Linked DNA regions of Macaca mulatta: region 1 is linked to region 2. A link is a contact called in public Hi-C data. All regions are on one chromosome and are shown on one strand. The core of a region is the stretch at or near the end of the contact, and the rest is flanking DNA. Distances in the headings are between cores, read along the strand shown. Region 1 holds the start of PCNP (PEST proteolytic signal containing nuclear protein). Region 2 holds the start of RPL24 (ribosomal protein L24).

Evidence for each region. Hi-C and Micro-C count contacts between places; a contact is called where the count stands out from the background.
Region 1: a Hi-C map of blood shows a contact between it and region 2, with 4 times the contacts expected there. The contact joins the promoter of PCNP here to the promoter of RPL24 in region 2. A contact is called at or near these places in 5 of 14 Hi-C or Micro-C datasets (blood, cortical neurons, fetal cortex germinal zone and 2 more).

What each region holds. Positions count from the first base shown.
Region 1 is chr2:182,004,451-182,010,239 of T2T-MMU8v2.0, forward strand. PCNP (PEST proteolytic signal containing nuclear protein) reads right to left here and starts at 4,175. Exons shown (of 5, transcript XM_077993992.1): 1 at 4,068-4,175; 2 at 1,085-1,208. The coding sequence starts at 4,131. It also overlaps the pseudogene LOC106996647.
Region 2 is chr2:181,906,971-181,912,868 of T2T-MMU8v2.0, forward strand. It overlaps RPL24 (ribosomal protein L24), which reads left to right and starts at 1,930. Exons shown (of 6, transcript NM_001265968.1): 1 at 1,930-1,972; 2 at 2,087-2,162; 3 at 2,721-2,831; 4 at 5,664-5,800. The coding sequence starts at 1,968. It overlaps LOC114676448 (a long non-coding RNA gene), which reads right to left and starts at 1,492. Exons shown (of 3, transcript XR_003727505.2): 1 at 1,260-1,492.

The DNA.
Region 1 (5,789 bases), core at 2,925-5,424, 100 kb after region 2:
AGAAGGCTGGCTGATCATTAAAAATTTTATTTTCTTTCCCCAGTTTGCCCATTCACCATGTAGGATGTATTCTGCTACACTGGATCAAGAGCTTATTTATGGAGAAAAAGAAGATGCTCCAAAAGGTGGCCTTGATAACAGTTAAGAAAGCAGGACACAGAGCTAGAATGGGGAGAAAAAAAGTCAAACACAAATAGACTGACAAGCAAAGGATTAAAGATCAGAGGCTACAGATCTAGATCTATATAGTTTTGGACTAATGGGGTCTCTAGATTAATAAGAACTTTGAACAAAACATTTGATTCTGTTTAGATGAAAAATAAAAGAAACTCTTTATTCTCTTTGGACAAGGAGTAAAAGTTGTAAAGTCAGTATAGGGGAGGGAAATTAAGCAGGATTATGTTTTGGGATTTCCCTAAGAGACAAAGATAGCACTGAAATGGTTGCTTGAGGTGCCATTCTCTTATTTATATATAAAATCACAAAAGCACCTGAAAAATTAAAGAATCAAGATTGCTATTCAACAGCTGAAAAATGGAACTCAATTTACAAAGCACAGAATATCTTTGAAAAAGAGTATGATGCAGTTTTGTCAGAGTCTCAGTTTATAACTAAAAGCACTTATGCTAATTTTATTCTGTATTCTATTTGTAGTTCTAATAAAGTATGACATTTCATAGTGAAACCCAAACAATAACTACTTTCCTGTGACTGACACACAGTTAAAATAAAAATCTCTTTGGCTCTACACATTGGAACAGAGAAACATACAAAAAACCTGCTGGCTTTATATGTAGAAACAATCTATACACCAAAGAATGACTAAATACACAATCAGTTTTTTTAAAAATGAGAAAATCACTTATCAATTTAGAACATAAAACATGGATAAAATAGCAAATCACTAGATTCTTTACTAAGGAATATTTTAATAAAAGGAATTTTATCTAATTTGTATTGAGCAAATAAAACATATAATTAATATGAAATAAAATTACACATGGTACTAGCATTTTTTTTTTCATTGACTAATTGGAGAGGGGTGAGCCTTAGAGCACAAAGGTACGTTACTTTGAAAAATTACCTAGTAAGCTGGGCACAGTGGCTCATGTCTGTAATCCCAGCACTTTGGGAGGCTGAGGCGGGTGGATCACCTGAGGTCAGGAGTTTGAGACCAGCCTGGGCAACGTGGCAAAACCCCGTCTCTACTAAATATACAAATTAAGATGGGCAAGGTGGTGAGCGCCTGTAATCCCAGCTACTCGGGCGGCTGAGGCAGGAGAATCGCTTGAATCCAGGAGGCAGAGGTTGCAGTGAGCTGAGATCACACCACTACACTCCAGCCTGGGCGACAGAGCGTGACTTCATCTCAAAAAAAAAAAAAAAAAGGAAAGAGAGAAAAAATTACCTAATAAGCAAGTTTAAGTCCATAAGGGTACCCTTCATCATCCATTTGTATTCTAGTTGCTTCCTTTTTTGAAAGAAGGGCAGAGCTACCTCTCTAGTATGCACAGAGGTGTGCAGCCTAAATGAGAAGGTGTTCAAGACCCTACTAGTGTCTGGCATAATAAATGTCAATTTCATTCACGCAGTTCTTGGTATAACCAAAAAAGCTTGAGATGGCCATGATTATGTATGACTAGCTCTTCTTCAACATTATTTCTAACGTTATTTCTCCTAACATTTTTTCAGAGAGCTACACAGATATAACCAAAGAGCAGAGAAAAAAAACTACCAAAGTTTTACCCTATTCTTTAAAGCAGGGAGTTCAAATAAGTAGCTTCTCTCACAGACATAAATTAATGTTGGCCAGGCGCGGTGGCTCACACCTGTAATCCCAGCACTTCGGGAGGCCGAGGCAGGCGGATCACGAGGTCAAGAGATTGAAACCATCCTGGCCAACATGGTGAAACCCCATCTCTACTAAAAATACAAAAATTAGCTGGGCGTGGTGGCACGGGCCTGTAGCCCCAGCTACTTGGGAGGCTGAGGCAGGAGAATCACTTGAACTGGGAGGTGGAGTTTGCAGTGAGCCGAGGTTGCGCCACCGCACTCCAGTCTGACAACAGAGCAAGACTCCATCTCAAAAAAAAATAAAAAATAAAAAATAAAATTAATGGAAACTACTCATAAAAAAATACTTATACTTCCAACTCAGTAGACTGCTCAACAGGAATTACAATTCAGAACATTCTCTAGTTAAGCCCCTAAGACAAACTTGACAGTGTTTTCAAAAAAGTGACTGCCACAAAATTACCAATTTAGCAATATCCACGGTATGACATATTTTAATTATGACTCCTCTGCACAATTTCATTAAAAATATCTGACATTCAAAAATGGCTTAAATGTAACAGCACTACTTTCTTGTAACGACAAGGAGACAAATTATATAGAAGTTAAGGGATATTACTTACTCTAAGTTACCACGAAAAAGACCATAATAATTTTTCTGATACCAATTAGCAAAGTAATTTTATACTATTTCTCCCCACATGCTAAAATGGAAACATCAGTATTCGTACTGTAGAACTAATAACCCTCAACTAAAAGAATGGCAGATAAATTATACAGTGGATTTATGATGACATTCAAGGTACATTTTGACAGCACATTAAACACATCTGCTACCCTCGGTCAAGACAGTTTACGAGATGGCCTTAAAGTCAACACATGATTCTTTAGACTTTTCCTCAAACTACTTCTAAATTTTTTTGCTTTTCCTCAAACTGCTTTTAAATTTTTTATGTAATTTTATCCCACAATTTCCAAGGCAATTTTTTTGGGAAAAAAATTCACTAGTGAGAAAGCAGTAGATAGTTTAAATTGTTCTTTCATAAGGTATTTTACTAGTCAAAAAAAAAAAAAAAAAAAAAGCAGGGGGTGGGGAGGCGAGAGAGATGGAGTTTCAGCTTAACAGAACCGTACGTGTTTTTTTAAGAAGGAAATCCTGGGTACAAAGTAATTAACATTACACTTAATCTTTTCAATAATTTTTGTTCCCAAGGCAATTCACATGAAACATGTTAGTAGGTCTACTAGTGGCCTTCATATGCTATTAATCGTTTCTATTTTCTCATATTAAATAATTTCCGGAATGATAACTGAGGTGGTCAGAATAGAGAACAATGTTTAAAATACTCTAAAAACATTTTAAACAGCTCGCACGTGTTAAGTCACTTGTCTTGTTACGTGCAAAGAGGGAGGGAGAGATTACATGTTTCTTTTCCTTAACGCACAAGACCCGAATTTAGGGAGTGGAATGGACAGAATAAGGATAGCTGTAACCTGAGTTTAACATTGTAACAAAATACAGGAAGAGTCACGCTAGACTATTTAGTTGCCTAAGTATCTGGCAAGCGGTCAGCTGGCAACAGCCTAAGGGAAATACTTCAAAGAAAGGCAAGCAAACCTTAGCCCTAGACCCCACAGCTTAAACCAGAGGGCAGGCAAAGGCATTCCTCTTCCCCTCCATCACCTCGGCCCACCCTGTCACAGGGTCAGTATTAAACTTGGAACTAAAGGAAAGAGAGCAGGCCGGAGTTGTCCACCTCCTCAGTGAAAAGAGAGCAGCAAGCGTAATTAACTCCTGCGTGGAACTGAGAGGCCGGCACCGTCAGAGACTCGGCCTGCGGCCAGTTCCCGCGGCAACTACTCGGTGGCTTGCACTGTGTGTATGTTTTGTCTCATGAGCGTCTCCGGTGTGTGTGTTTTGTGTGATATGCGTCTCCGGTGTGGCGGTAGCGGCTCCTGCACCGCCGCTCCTGGTCCCACCCCGAGTTCGGTCTCCCTTTCTGGCGCCCATCTCCCTTCTCCTCGAAATCAGGGCCTCCGCTGGGGCCAGGAGGTGACGACCAGTGGCCACCTCTCCCCCGGCAAGGAGGCGATGTGGGCCAGGAGCCCAGCGGGCCGCACCGGGCGTGCCCGAGGCAGGTCTGGGCCCAGCACCTGGCCGGGTGAGGTCCAGGTCCGCCCATTCTCGCCCCACCCCACTCCCCCCACCCTGGGGAGCTCAAAGAAAGGCCCGGAGCATCCCACGCTGCCCGCGACGCTGGGGTTGTGTTCACCTCCGGCGGCTCCAGCTCGCTGCGACTTTTCAGGCTTCTCCTCTCCCGCCTTCCCGTCCGCCATTTTCCCCGCCGCGGCCTCCCTTGCAGCCACGCCAAGGACGTCACGACCCCGCCCAGCAACCATTGAGTTTTTGGGGCCAGCCGGCGTGGTGGCGGCCTAGAGCGGTCCCGAAGAATGAAAAGAGGCCCCCTTCGGAAACGGAAGTGGCTGTGATGTCATGGAGTAGCCGCCTCGGAAGGAAGAGCTGGGATGGTTGGGTGGTCTAAGTGGAGTGCTGGCTAGGGACTTTATATTAGAGGGTAGTGAGGTCTTCATGGTCCAGCGACACGTCCCGAGAAGTGAGGGGAAATGGAGCATCTCCCTGGAAACGCTGGGATCTTAGAAGGTTTCTGCATACCCAGGTGTGGTTGCAGCTGAGGCTGAGAGGGTCTTCTGTTCCGGCCTTGCTGGATAACGTATGCCTGCCAACTCTATGTAAACAAAAAGCCCGCATTCTTTTTCCCTATTTAAACGGGAAATCAGCGTTTATGTAGCGCCCCCTAGCTTCAGACGCCTTTCATACACTCGTTTAATCACCGCGATTGGCCAAATATAGAATTCTCTCAATTAGCTGTGAGAGTTGAGGCCAGAGAGAGTAATTTGTCCAAGTCAGGTAGCCAACTGTAAATCTACTTTTTCTACAGGGTGCTTCTACGAAGTTGAGAAACTACTGTGTCAAGTTCAGACTGCGGTAATTTTTGCTTTACTAAGAAATCTTTAGTGGATTCCTACAGTCTGCAGAATGAAGTCCGTGAGTTACATTAGGCCCTAGCCTACCTTTTCGGCTTCATCTTACCCCTTTCTCAGTATTTATCCAGCCCTCCTAGCAAAATGGGGTCTATTACTTGCTTAGGGAACTGGAATTTCTGGGTTTGCTCTACAATATATAGTTAGAGAAAGTCTTAGGAGTCAGAACTTGAATTTGAATCTGTTTTGCCCTTTCCTGCTTGAGTAACCTATAGACTTGCTTACTGCCTACAGACCTACCTTTTCTTCTCTATAAAAGAGAAATAATAATAGTGCCTCCTCAAAGAGTGGTAATAGGGCTCAAATGAGATCATTTTTGTATACCATTATTTGGTCACTTTATACTTCCCTCAATTTGTGTGTGTGTGTGTTTTTTTTTAATTTTTATTATTTATTTATTTATTTATTTATTTATTTATTTATTTATTTTGAGACGGAGTCTCACTCTGTGGCCCAGGCTGGAATGCAGTGGCCAGATCTCAGCTCACTGCAAACTCCGCCTCCCGGGTTTAGGCCATTCTCCTGCCTCAGCCTCCCGAGTAGCTGGGACTACAGGCGCCCGCCACCTCGCCCGGCTAGTTTTTTGTATTTTTTTAGTAGAGACGGGGTTTCACCGTGTTAGCCAGGATGGTCTCGATCTCCTGACCTCGTGATCCGCCCGTCTCCGCCTCCCAAAGTGCTGGGATTACAGGCTTGAGCCACCGCGCCTGGCGTGTGTGTTTTTAAACTGTTGTCTGTGAATGGCTCAAAAGTTCCTTGAAAACAGAGACCCAGTTTTTAAAAACTGTGCTGTGCGTTTCATATATGAAAAGTGTTCAATATTTGCAGATGGATTACACCTCGGGCTTCAAGTCCAGGGAGTGGAGAAAGAATGAAGAAAGTATCAAAATGTGTTTCCCATGACAGAAGCAGGGCAGTGTGGTGGTGATTTT
Region 2 (5,898 bases), core at 680-3,179:
TGGGGTTTGTTGTTGTTGTTTGTTTGTTTTGAGAAGGAGTCTCGCTCTGTCGCCCTGGCTGGAGTGCAGTGGTGTGATCTCGGCTCACTGCAACCTCCGCTTCCGGGGTTCAAGCGATTCTCCTGACTCACCAAAGTGCTGGGATTACAGGCCTGAGCCGCTGTGCCCGACCTCCCTTTTTTTTTTTTTTTTTTTTTTTTTTTTGAGATAGAGTTTTGCTCTTCTTGCCCAGGCCGGAGTGCAGTGGCGCGATCTTGGCTAAATGCAACCTCAGCCTCCCCGGTTCAAGTGAGTCTCCTGCCTCAACCTCCCAAGGAGCTGGGATTACAGGCACACGCCACCACGCCCGGCTAATTTTTGTATTTTTAGTAGAGACGGGGTTTCACCATTTTGGCCAGGCTGGTCTGGAACTCCTGACCCCAGGTGATCCACTCACCTCGGTCTCCCAAAGCACCGGGATTACAGGCGTGAGTCGCCGCATCTGGCCACCTAACTCATTCTTAACACTGGTTTCAGGCAGGGCGCGCATGGCGGCGGGTGCCTGTAATCCCAGCTACTCGGGAGTCTGAGGCAGGAGAATCGTTTGAACCCGGTGGACGGAGTTTGCAGTGAGCTGAGACCACGCCACTTCACTCCAGCCTGGGTGAAAGAGCGAAACTCCGTCTCAAGAAAAAAAAACAAAAAAGACTGGCTCCAACACATTTGTACAGTTTGCGTAACATTAGTCAGCCAACTTGTTAGACATTTCAAATCTCTTCAACCAGCTATCTTACAAAACCTTTTTAGCGTGACTTGCATACATAGACAGCAGAAATCAATCATTACATTTGTTTCCTAGTCATATACTGCAGCCTCCCACAGAATTCAAGAATTGCCTCTGGCCATTCCTTGTCATACGATGAAATATGTAACAGATTGAGCCCTTGGCCTCCAAGCGGGGCTCCACCGACCCCCTCAGCTTCACTAGACACCAGCTCCGAATTGTAGTTCTTAGGCGGGTACTTAATAGGAATTCTGGAAACTGAATGAGCTCATGTTTGCAAAGCCTTTGGCGTAATTCCCGGCACAGAGAAAGCGCTCAATGAATGTTAATTATAATTAATGCAAAGCGCCAACGTGCACTGTTTGATTCGCACAGCCTGGGAAACAGTTCGGTTGTCATTACTTTCTTATGGTTAAATTATTCAAATGGTTAAACTATTAATTTGTTTGGTTGAGGAAATGGGCCAACAGGGAAGGCAAAACGTGACTTGTTTTACCTGCGGGGCATTCGTCTTTGGATCTCTTTATGATAAGATACAGGACACCTTTCTCTTCAGTTCACATTCCCTGCAGCCGTAAGATGGCTCTAGAATACTCGGCAGTAAGACAGAATGGGCCGGGCGCGGTGGCTCACGCCTGTAATCCCAGCACTTTGGGAAGCCGAGGAGGGGGGATCACCTGAGGTCAGGAGTTCGAGACCAGCCTGACCAACATGGAGAAACCACGTCTCTACTAAAAATACAAAATTAGCCGGGCGTGGTGGCACATGCCAATCCCAGCTACTAGGGAGGCTGGGGCAGGAGAATCGCTTGAACCTGGGAGGCGGAGGTTGCGGTGAGCCGAGATCGCGCCATTGCACTCCAGCCTGGACAATAAGAGCGAAACTCCGTCTCAAAAAAAAAAACAAAAAAACGGAGAGATAGAATGACTCAGATACCAACTGTCTGACTGCCCTTTTTGGCAGGCCCTCTGAGCCCGAGAATCCTCCAGCAGCCTCTGGAAGAATTCCGCCAGAGGAAGTCAGTTGTCACGGAAAACGAGATCTTCCGCCTCGCGATGATACGTCATCAAGGAGCGCCCGGAATATCGAAGGATTTTGGGGGAGGAGATTTCCGGCCCCCAGCCCCTCCACGACCTTATAAGGTCTCTTCCCATGATTCTCTCTTTCTCTTCGCCATCTCTTCTTTTCCCGTGAATCCGTCGCCATGAAGTAAGCACGACCCGTGGTTCCCAATCCGCTTACATCCTCGGGCAGAACGCCTCTCTGTCGTCCCTGGCATGGCTGTAGACACCCTCCCTGATGGACTTTCACTTTTTGTTGCAGGGTGGAGCTGTGCAGTTTTAGCGGGTACAAGATCTACCCCGGACACGGGAGGCGCTACGCCAGGACCGACGGGAAGGTAAAAAGCCGCGTCGGCTTAACCTAGCTTCTTGTACTCCGAGGAGGAAAGGCTGGTCTAATTCGGTTTAGACGGGTTCATTCCCCACATCACCATTGACCTCTGGAACGCTTCGTGGACGCCCTGTGGACTGGTCGTTAGGACCAGACACCTCTAAGTGAACCAGCGTTGATTACTTACTGTGAGCCAGGTCGGACGTCAGGAGGGGTTTATGTAACTGATGTCCCTGTGTAAGGGAAATAACTGAGGTACCGAGATAATTGGTAGTTTCCCCTTGGAATCCCGGGATGGACAAGAGCAGAATGCTTCCCAGAAGGATGCACCACCCTGTCGTTTGCTATGAGTTTAGATTTCCTGCTCTCGAGAAAAGATTAAACGCAAGGACCTTCATAGTGTCGCGCAGTTACCTGCCAGTTACGTGACAGCCTTTTGGTTCTTGTGGGCTTCAGTTTTGTAAAATAAGCCAGAACTAGCATGTTGATCTTCTAAGGATTCCAAGCTCATTCAGCCTCTTGTATTTTGTATAAATAGGTAATTCCTTTGAATTTGTCACTCCAGGTTTTCCAGTTTCTTAATGCAAAATGCGAGTCGGCGTTCCTTTCCAAGAGGAATCCTCGGCAGATAAACTGGACTGTCCTCTACAGAAGGAAGCACAAAAAGGGTCAGTCGGTAAGTGGAATACGCCTTGATATTGGGAGCTATCTCTTAAGTTGTCTGAGTTCTCTGAACGTTGGTTTTCTGCTCTGTAAAGTTAAATCAGACTGTATGCGAAAGAGTTCTTAAACTGTAAAGCATCAGCGAAATGCAAAAGATATTATAAACTGTCTCTATACATCTTAGGCTAGCAGCAACACCAAGTTGAAATTTTAAAGTCAGATAAATTACGTTAAGCACATTTGGGTTATAGGGCAGGGTGGAAAGGCTTAGTTTTCCAGTGGGAGGAAATTGAGAACTTAACATAATTTGGTGTTGATTGGAGTATTTACAGGATTAGTCCTAACGTAGCCAGTCCACCATACTGGTTCATTCTCAAGACAGTGGTTTTTCTGGTCCTTGTTAAGTGTCCTTTTAGCTGGGTTATACATGAGAACAAGTTTGAGTGCCATGGTGGGACTAGTATTCAGTAGGCTTGGGAATACTTAGCACCTTCTGTATGAAGGACTTTTCTAGGTATTGTGAGAAATAAATGCCATCAGACATAAAATATGTTGAAAGTTCAGAGGAAGGAGAAACTTAAAAGTGGATATGACACACCTGTTAGGGTGACTATTAAGAAAAAACAAAACAGGAATTACAGGTGTTGATGAGGATGGGGAGAAATTGGAACCTTTGTGCATTGCTAAATATGTGGCAGCTGTGAAAAACCGTTTGGTGCTTTATCAAAAGGGTAAACATAATTATCCCAGCAGTTCCACTTGTAAGTTATACCCCAAAACAGTTGAAAGCGGGGACTCATAACTTGTACATCATTGTCATAGCAAATCCGGGGTTGGTGGCAGCGGCTGTACTCTAGCTGCTCCCGAGGCCAAGGTGGGAGGATTGTTTGAGGCAACATAGGAGACCTTTTTAAAAAAAAAAAAAAAGTTATTTAGATGGATAATGGTGATAGCTACACAGCGCTATGAATGTACCTAAGGCCACTATACTTTTTTATTGAGACGGGTTCTCTGTTGCCCAGGCTGGAGAGCAGTGGCAGGATCACAGCTCACTCTACCTCAACCTGGGCTTAAGTGATCCTCCCACCTCAGCCTACCCAGTGGTCCACAGGCACATGCCACCATGGCCCAGCTATTCTTTAAATATATTTTGAGGAGACAGAAATCTTTGCGATGTTGCCCAGTTTTGTCTCAAATTCTTGGGCTCAAGTAATCCTCCTGCCTTGGCCGCCAAAAGTACTGGCATTACAGGTGCGAGCCATCCTGCACGGCTAAATTATACCTTAAGTTAAAATGAAGCCGGGCATGGTGGCTGACATGCCTGTAATCCCAGCACTTTGGGAGGCCGAGACAGGCGGATCACGAGGTCAGGAGTTCAAGACCAGCCTGGCCCACAGAGTGAAACCCCATCTCTACTAAAAATAGCAAAAAAAATTAACCGGGTGTGGTGGCAGGCACCTGTAGTCCCAGCTACTTGGGAGGCTGAGGCAGGAGAATAGTTTGAACCCAGGAGGCAGAGGTTGCAGTGAGCTGGGATTGCGCCACTGCACTCCAGCCTGGATGATGAAGTGAGGCTCTGTCTCAAAAAAAGAAAAAAAAGTTAAAATGGGCCTAATGCAGTGCCTCACGCCTGTAATTCCAGCACTTTGGGAGGCCCAGGCAAGAGGATCCCTTGAGCTTGAGCCCAGGAGTTTGAAACCAACCTGGGCAATGTAGTAGCGAAGACCCAGTTTCTATTTAAAAAAATAGAAAACAGGCCGGGGATGATGGCTCATGCCTGTAATTCTAGCACTTGGGGAGGCCGAGGCGGACGGATTGCCTGAGCTCAGGAGGTCGAGACCAGCCTAGGCAACATGGTGAAACCTGGTTTCTACTAAAAATACAAAAATTAGCCAGGTGTGGTGGCAGGTGCCTGTGATCCCAGCTACTTGGGAGGCTGAGGCAGAATTGCTTGAACCCCGGAGGTGGAGGCTGCAGTGAGCCAAGATCATGCCACTGCACTTCAGCCTGGGCAACAGAGCAAGGCTTGGTCTTTTTTTTTTTTTTTTTTAAAAAAAAAAAAAAAAAGGTTAAAATTGTCAACTTTACATTTTTACCACAATAAGAAAAATGTTTGTGTTGGTTTGAGACAAAAATATTAAGCAGGTAAATACTGCCATTTACTGTAGAAAAATTGCCATTTTACTGTAGAAACAAGATTTCATCTTTCTAAAAAGTTTAAAATTGGGATGTCTATAAACCAATGTGCTTTATTTTTGTTAAAAGTTTTTAAGGTACTTTTGCATTTCTGTGCCTTAATAAACAACTTTTCAGATATACTTTGTTCTTGGACTTAAAGGTGCACTGCAAGATCTTTTTCTCATAAATACTGTAGTACAGGTTTCCAATATAGAATGTACAGGAAATGTTAGATTCCACAATGCCTTCTTAGACATATCCTACCTAACATTTGGTGGCTCTCCTGTCAAATCATTGTCTAACTTGAGTATTTCTCCTAGTGACGGTCCTTTGAGATAAAACAGTTGAATTTGATAATTTTTTTCAATAAGTAAATTATTAAAAGTAGAAATAGTCTTCATTTATACTATGCAGTTCATGGAATAACCATTTTCCTTAGAGTTCAATTTTTTGTGTGTCTCTTTAAGGTAAAAAATGGCTAGGATTTGTAATAGCTTAATCCATAAGTGGAAAACATGTTTTATTTTCAAATAATTATATGAATTATTTTTTGTTGAATATGAATATTAAAAGACTTCATTTGCCGTGTCTTAAAAGACTTAATTTTTCCTCCCTCTAAATTCTTGAAGGAAGGTTCCTAAGTGTGCCCCTCATCTTTGTTTTACAGGAAGAAATTCAAAAGAAAAGAACCCGCCGAGCAGTCAAATTCCAGAGGGCCATTACTGGTGCATCTCTTGCTGATATAATGGCCAAGAGGAATCAGAAACCTGAAGTTAGAAAGGCTCAACGAGAACAAGCTATCAGGTGAGGAATGCTTTCATTATGAGCGTTTCACCTATTGGGATGGATTTTAGGTTTGGGTCTTCAGTAATTAAAATTACCATATAGTCTAATATATTTTA